Linked DNA regions of Gossypium hirsutum: all the other regions are linked to region 2. Evidence: chromatin contacts called from public Hi-C data. All regions are on one chromosome and are shown on one strand. The core of a region is the stretch at or near the end of the contact, and the rest is flanking DNA. Distances in the headings are between cores, read along the strand shown.

What was found. A called contact is a pair of places that touch in the nucleus more often than the background predicts.
Region 1: a contact with region 2 is called in a Hi-C map of leaf, with 2.2 times the contacts expected there. The contact joins the enhancer-like site here to the promoter of LOC107954611 in region 2. A contact is called at or near these places in 15 of 34 Hi-C or Micro-C datasets (callus, fibers, hypocotyl and 1 more).
Region 3: a contact with region 2 is called in a Hi-C map of leaf, with 2.2 times the contacts expected there. The contact joins the promoter of LOC107911714 here to the promoter of LOC107954611 in region 2. A contact is called at or near these places in 2 of 34 Hi-C or Micro-C datasets (both in leaf).

The regions. Positions count from the first base shown.
Region 1 is chrD08:32,816,450-32,819,298 of Gossypium_hirsutum_v2.1, reverse strand. No RefSeq gene overlaps it. Among protein-coding and RNA genes, the nearest start is that of TRNAL-UAG, 5.8 kb to the right of the region's middle. Within about 2 kb of position 1,293, at least 7 of the 9 cell types and tissues checked have an H3K27ac peak or open chromatin away from gene starts, as enhancers often do. A contact at or near this core is called in fibers and leaf, where this site is marked.
Region 2 is chrD08:32,944,937-32,947,636 of Gossypium_hirsutum_v2.1, reverse strand. LOC107954611 (rab GTPase-activating protein 22) reads right to left here and starts at 1,354. Exons shown (of 5, transcript XM_016890220.2): 1 at 478-1,354. The coding sequence starts at 641.
Region 3 is chrD08:32,693,635-32,696,471 of Gossypium_hirsutum_v2.1, reverse strand. It overlaps LOC107911714 (pyridoxal reductase, chloroplastic), which reads left to right and starts at 1,538. Exons shown (of 8, transcript XM_016839614.2): 1 at 1,538-1,815; 2 at 1,923-2,151; 3 at 2,295-2,388; 4 at 2,487-2,610; 5 at 2,776-2,837. The coding sequence starts at 1,687.

The DNA of each region.
Region 1 (2,849 bases), core at 44-2,543, 130 kb after region 2:
AAGCACTCACGCATAAATCATTGCAAATAAAAACTATACACAACCAAACAAACTTCATAAGGCAATCAAGATAAAGTATAACTTGAAATAAACCACAAGAGTCTATGTTTCTGATACTGCTGATCAGTGACAGGCTTCTTATTAGCAGCTGGTCCAATCCGCATTGCCCTAGTTGAACAATAAATCCCATACATTTCAGTCATTGCACGAATTTGTTCAGTTTCATCACTAAACTTTACAAAGCCATAACCTTTAGACCGGCCATAACTGAATTTAACTACTAAGTTTCACAATAGTAGCATTGCTGCTGCAAGTCCAGTAGACATAACAAAAGAGAAATTAAAAAGATAAAAAATAATAGCCAACCGAGCATCCGTTAAAATTAAGTCATGATTAACATTTAAGTACTAAGTTTCATCTTGGACACCCCCTCACTTATAAATAAAAATAAAAACAATCAGCTTTCATTCATTCTTCGTAAGAATGGATGAAAAATAACTAACCTGCATCACTGGGAGAATCATAAGATAGGATTCTGTAGAAGTCGACATTCAAAGATGGTATACATATAAGACCATTTTAAATTTATAATACTGAATGTGGTTTCAAAAAGTTTCCACCGCATAATTTGTAAAACAATCTTGGTTTCTTTCTGATACCGATGACCAAGGGCCAACATTAGATAATACTGTTAAGTGAAACAAAGCATAATGCCAAGGCAACCCTTACCAATAACCATAACAAAGAAAAGGTAAAAAGATCCTTAAAACCACAATGCATAAACATGTAAGATCCTAATATCCGACTCCATGAAATACTAAGTATGTTACTCAGATTCAGATGTGAATATCCTAAACAGGTATTTGTCCAACACATGCTCAAATTTCCCAAGTTTTTCATATGCTTGGAGAGATCTAGGAGGGTCAAATTCCCACCATATTCATATCCATATATGTACTGGATACAAGTGCTAGACATGGGTGTTTCAAGAAAAATGAAGAGTCGGAATGTCATAAAATACGAGCAAGTGAGCAGAGCAAAAACAAAAAAAATTAGGAAATTCGAGATGATAGGAAAACTCGTTCTTACAGCTTGTATGTTCCTATCCTCATCATCAAAAAAGAGCATTGAGTTGAAGGGAATCCCAGCCCTTGAGTGACTTCTCTGGAATTGATCGATCTGCTCAAACCTCAAAATGAATAAGAAATTGGGAGAAGCGTAGTTTAGGGTTTGGATTTGGTTGAAAAATGAGAGCTTTTTAACTATAAGAGGGGGGTTGTTTGACCTATAGATTTGGTACGGCGCCCTTTTTCTTTTCTTGAAACGATGTCGGTTTTGCTTTGTTTTTGGGGAAATGGTGTCATTTTTTTAAACTAAAATTATTTTTTGCGGCAAACACCGCTATTGCTTAAATTATTTTTTAAACTAAAAACGCCATAAAAAATTATTTTATTTTGAACAAAACGACGCCGTTTGTATATAGTAACGGTGTTTTTTGCTAAAAACGCCTCTAAAACTCACATATTTTTTATATTCAATTATTGTATCTTTCATATAAATTTTAAATAAATAATTCTTAAATTTTTTAAGTAATATTTATAAGAATTAGATAAAATTATAAATTTTAGTTTTTTATTTCATTTTTATTTTTGTATTTTATTTTTATTTCTTATAATCTGGTCCTATTAAATTAAATAATTACCTATAATCCATATCAATCTATTACTTTTTTTAACTTATTTATTAATTCTAATTAAACTAATATTTAAATATATCAAATGGTTTAGATTAAATATTTTTAAATATAAAAGCATTAATTAATTGTATAAAATTTTATCATTTAACAAATCTCAAGTAAACATTAACCTTAAACCCTAAATTAACCATTTAATACATATAAAGTCTATCTATTATATATCTCTTAAATAATTTAATTTCAATATAGTAAATTTATTATTATCTTTTTTACAATTATATAAGAACATATTTAATATATAAATTAAAAAAACTAACTAATCTAACCCCTAACCCTTAACCCTTAACCCCTAAACCTTAAATCCCAACCCTTAAACTATAATCCCTAATGCATAAACCCTAAATCCATACTCCTTAAACCTTACACTATTAACTCCTAAAGCGGCCTTAAATCTTAAATTTATCATATACCCTAAACCAAAAACCCTAAACTATAGTGATAATTAATTCAATATTTTAAAATTAATACTATCTCTTTTACGATTATATAAGAAATTTTTTAATATGTAAATTAAAAAACACTCAGTAATGTACCCAAAAAACTTAAAAATTATTTTAAATAACAGTATTTTAATTTTTCCATTTTTAACAAATATTTTTCTATGTTTTTTATTTCAAATTATTTCTACGTGTCATTATTTTTTTTGAAGATTTTGAATATTCAATTAAAAATAATTTGAATTTTAATTAATATAAATAAACTAATTAAATAATAAATAGACAGATAAAATATTTTTTGCGGTGCTTTTTCAAAAACGCTGCTAAAAATAGAGCATTAGCGACGCTTATTCAAAAACGCTGCTAAAGACCCGAGCATTAGCGGCGCTTTTCAAAAACGCCACTAAAGCCCCGAGCATTAGTGGCGCCTTTCCAAAAACGCCACTAAAGCCCGGAGCATTAGCGGTGCTTTTCCAAAAACGCCGTTAAAGCCCCGAGCATTAGGCGCTTTTTCAAAAACGCCGTTAAAGCCCCGAGCATTAGTGGCGCTTCTTCAAAAACGCCGCTATAGCCCTGAACATTAGCGGCGCTTTTCCAAAAACGCTGCTAAAGCCCCATGCATTAGCGACGCTTTTTGAAAAACGTCACTAAAGCCT
Region 2 (2,700 bases), core at 105-2,604:
GATTATGAGTGTTAATATTCAAATATATCAACAATAGAAAGTCATAATCATGAATAAAATCCTAGCAGATTGAAGCAGTCTAAAGGCAGCCTTAGTCAACGATAAAAAAATATGTTAAAAAAATAAGGTTGCCAAGTCACATTAACACAGATTCAAAAAAAAATAAGTAAAGCAAAGAAAATATTAGAATTTGAAATAAACAACCAAAAAATGGAGCAAAAATGACTGGAAATACTAACAAACAAGAAGCAGAAACCCTAATTAGCGAAAAGAGAAAAAGTTTTAAGGGGAGTAGAAAGAATCTAAATGAAAAAAAAAGGAAGCAAGGCAAACAAGGAAACAAATAGTTTCGAACTTATACAAAGGGGAAAGAATTGAGACAGGAGATCGGGATCTGAATCGAAAATCTAACAAGAGATTACTGAAACGAGCAAGTGTTTGAGGGAAAAAGGGAGAAGAAAGGGGACGAGGACTCACCGATCAGAGGAAGAACAAGAAACTGGGGAAGAAGAGGTAACAACGAATAGAACCGAACGCAAATGAATCCATGAAGATGATGACGATGACGATGACGAAGAGGGTGAAGGTGAAGGTGAGTTCGGAGATGAAGATGAAGTCTGACTTCTTCTAAGAGCTCTCATCTATTAGAGTTTGATTCTTATCGACTACTCTTACTACGAACCGGTACTAGGGGTTTCGGAGATTTGCTTTTACCGTTAAGCATTGAATGATCGATCAGTTCACTTTTTTTTTGGGGGGGGGAGGAGGGATTTTCTTTTTACCTAGTAGTAGTGAAGAAAATGGCGGCAAAGAGAGCGAGGCCGGCAACAGCAGTAACGGCGACGGTAGTTTTGGAGGGCGGCATGGGTACAGAGGACCAGAATCCTCCTCCGCCGCCGCCAAAGTGGTGGATTCCGGTAGGGCTGTTGTTGGCTGAGGGGAGCATGGAAGGCTTGAGGTGGAGGAAACCAAAGCAAGATGCCCGACCTACCCCTTCCTTTTAACTTCTTCCTCTTGAGTTTTTCTTTTTCTTTTTAGCTTTGTTGACTGCTTTGCTTTCTCAAATCTCAACAGCTCCTTTCTTTTATTATGTTTTCCTGATTGGGTTTTGGTTTATTCGGCCGCCCGCCCAATGAATGAATCGAGAAAGAAAGGTGTATTTGAGTTATGTGCCTATCTAGACTCGACTCCATACTACATAGCTGCTCAGAGAGAGAAGAGTTCTCAAACTGAAAGATTTGATTTCAGATTGTTTCTACTACCTACGCTAATTATTTCCGCTGTTAAGTATTGGTCCCTTCTCGCTTTCTTTATTATTTTATTATTTCTCCTTTTCTTTTTTGAATTCCATTTGTTTCCAAATGCAAATTAACCATAAAACCTTTGGGTTAAATATATTTTCATCACCGCCACAATCAATCCAAAATCTGTTTATTACTTTTATATTGCTTCTACTTCTATATTTTAATTCAAAAATTATTCCTCATAAGTCCCGCTTAATAAAATTTTTTTTATAAAAATTCCACACCAGTTTATGTTATTTTTGTTATAAATATCTTATTAAGTGGATGTTCATCATGATCAAAATAAAATTTTAATATACTTTAAATTCTAATAGTTATTAGAATTAGATCTCTACTTCTTTTATTCTTCTTATGCTTATAAATAGAGACTCTTATGAAGCATTGTAATCACCCCTTTTGATTAATAAAGTACATTATCTATTACTTTCATATTTCTTTGTTCTTTATTCTCCCCATCTCTCTCTATTTTATAATAATTTTTAGTTAAAATCCTTTTTTTTAATTAAAAATCCAAAAACTCTTATTCTTAGTAGAGATGTTCATGAGTCAGGTCGGATCAAATTTGTAACACCCCTCGCCCATCTCAATCGCTAGGTTCGAGCTACGGAATGCTACAGTCATTAACGGAGCAACTACAGACAATTAAGATTCACTTTAAAACATAAATAATGCAAACACAACCATTACAGATCATAAATAATGCTTTGAAGTTTTCCCGGAATCGTGTTAGGACCAAATTGCAACATTTTCAAAATTTTAAAACAACGTCACGACGTGACCGTCTGACTTGCCTTATTGTGCCGATGGGATTCCTTGCCATTCCATGGTCCACAACCCAAATCTCATCGCAACGATCATTGCTAGACTTCGTAACGTGAACTCTATTTTTGGCACAAAATAGACCTTTTGGTGCCTACTTCAACCAACCAAACCATTTTCCACATTTGGTGCACTTAGCACAACATTCCACCTACATAAAACATGTCATAATACATATCAAAAACCTCACAACATTATCTCAATTCAATCTATCAAACATGTCTTCATTTGAACAACAAAACATAACAATTTGCTTAATCAATTCAATATACTCATCAATACATTTTACCATTCCTTATCATCACATTTACTACCTCATTTCATACTAATCTTACCATTTAAAATGTCAAACACAAAGTGACACAAGTTACCAAAACATACATCCTCACTTTTGAACATTAACACTTCATGATTCAAACATTAACCGAGTTCAAAAAAACTATCTAACCATAGAAACTCATATAAATATAACACATGTACATACCACATAATCGAGCTTAAAACAAGCATAAGTTTACCGAGTAGATAACATGATAGTGTGAGCTTCGAGGTGACCCGATCGACGAGTTCCATAAAC
Region 3 (2,837 bases), core at 289-2,788, 250 kb after region 2:
CTGCACTCCAAAGAAGAAACCTTGGATGACATCCTATCTAATAAGTCCATCTTGAACAAGTACAGTGCTACTATCACGAACCCACGAAGTATCTTTCTTCTCCCAAAGGCAACAACTTGTAGCCACCTGTACTTGTCGAGGTATCACCTTAATGGAAAGACCCCACTCAAATGGTATCTCCTTCTTGCCATATACAATCTGAACAGGGTAGAAGCCTTAACCATGCCCCAAACGACCACATAAAAAATAGAAGAGTGACAGTTGTTCATATTAGAATCTAGCATAAATGGAATGAGCATGTGGCAAGGCGATCTTCTTCCTCCTTTTCAAAGGTGCTTGAATGTCAATCTATACCCAAATCTGCATATACTCTCCAAAAACCCCTACTAACTAACTTCGCTTCATAATCCATAAAAGATCCCAAGAAGGCCCTAAACTACCTTGCCATACTTTCAGACATCAATCCCATCGTAAGATCATGAATCTGAACCCAATAATTGACAGAGTACAATGGCACCCTTAATGGATCCTCCCCCGATTTTTGTTTATATAAAACCAGGATATGCTTATTAAACGTCCATGGGTTGCCATCTATCACCCTATTGATATCAATGGCATAATAGAATTCGAATAGGTATCCTTTCTCACCCAGATCTGATATTGAAATTCTTCCATGAGGATGCCAAAGAGTGGCCAAAGTCGTGTGTATAGTCTAGAATTTAATAACATAGCAGTCAAGAAAGTCTTAACCAAACAAAGGCTTGTATCAGTTGTAGTCACCCTTTCATCAGCATGAAGTTGTCACGCTTTATCTTCACCACCATCTAAGGACAACGCCACGACCTATATATCCACCACAGAAAACGCCCGAACAAGACAAACCCCTAGCCACAAAAAAACCGACCAAATAACCACCTTGGTAATGAACAACCGTGTTAAAACAACAGACATTTTAACAATTAAATTTAAATGTACCAAACAAGTTGTTATGATCATATAAAACCTATGCAGAATTCAAAATCCAAACCTTTACCAATTTCTTGACCTCTTAAAAAAATTATAAAAATAAATTTAACATCTAACATTTATTGATTTTTTTTCATTTTGGTATTTTTTTATTAGTTATTTTAGTCCTTAACCTTTAAAATGTAGTCAAATTATTTGCTTTTGGACAGAAAAAACTAACTGAACTGTTAAAATTCAATAATATTGACATGGTAACTCATGTGATATTTCACGTATACTTCATTACTAAAATGGATAAATTTTCTAAAAATTTTTATGATTTTTAAAATTTTTTTTTTTTAAATTTTTTATTTTTTGAATTTTTATGAATTATACGTGGATTTCCACACGAGTGACCACATCAATGCCGTTAGAATTTTAGCGGTTCAGTAAATTTTTCATCCAAAAGCAAGTAAATTGACTAAATTTTAAAGGTTGAGGACCAAAATGACAATAAATAAAATAAAAGAATAAAATTACAAAATGAGTAAAGTCATTATACCTATAAAAGAAATACAAGCAACGACCATGCATGATCTTTCCAAGTTTCAATTCCAACCGCAAGAAGGCTTCGCTCAGAAAAAAAAAAAAAAACAAAAACCACAAGAAGGCATAACCGTAACTAACAATGCACTCCACTGACTTTTATGTTTTTTCTCAAGTGCTAGAGTGTATGAGAACATGGCGATGGCTCTCTCAAACTCAGTCCCGTCAGCTTGCATTATCTGTCTCAGTGCTTCTAATCAATTCTATCCCCCATCTTCACCTTTCAAGTCTCTCAAGCCCCCTCTCTTCTGGCCATGGCAAAAGGTAATCCCTCCAGTTCTTAACCATGTCTACACTCGAGTACAGGTTCTCCTTTCTATTTTGATATTATCCGGTCTACATGTGTTTCAGTGATGGGTTTTCCTGGGCAGGTGAAAATGGGTCCTTTGACTGTTTCTCCAATGGGGTTTGGGACGTGGGCATGGGGAAACCAGCTTCTCTGGGGTTACCAACCTTCAATGGATTCTCAACTTCAACAGGTTTTTAATCTTGCCGTGGAGAATGGCATCAATCTTTTTGACACCGCCGATTCTTATGGGACTGGCAGACTCAACGGACAGAGTGAAAAGCTTTTAGGGAAGTTCATTAGAGAATTTCAAGGTTGGTTAAATTTCTTTTTCAATCTTTATATGTGGGTTTTACAAATCACAATAGCTGATAAAGACCAGGATCCCTATATTACAATAGAGATTGTTAATCTTACCATTCTGATATTTAAGTTTGAATATTGTTTGCAATCTCAGGGGAAAAACGGATACGAGATGAGATTGTGATTGCCACAAAGTTTGCAGCTTACCCATGGCGTCTAACATCAGGGCAATTTGTTCAAGCTTGCAGGTTTGCTGTTCAATGGGTTCCATAAAAGTGATCCTCTTTGTGGCACAATTGGCTGAAAGGTTGTGGTCATTAAATTTGATTAAGAACTGTTTTTCCAGGGCCTCTCGGGATCGAATGCAGATTGAACAAATCGGAATAGGACAATTACACTGGTCTACTGCAAACTATGCTCCCCCACAAGAGTTGGCACTTTGGAATGGTTTAGTGGCAATGTATGAGAAGGTTAACCAAAATATGATATTTCAGTTACTATAAAATGAGATCATCATATTTCATTAGCATATATGAAAGTTTGTCCAAGAATTAACTTGAACTGCAAAAAGTTAAGAGACCTACATTCTACATAACAAACATATAAGAAGAAAATCTACTTTATATAATTTGCAGGGCTTAGTTAAAGCTGTTGGAGTTAGCAATTATGGACCCAAACAGCTCGTAAAGATTCATGA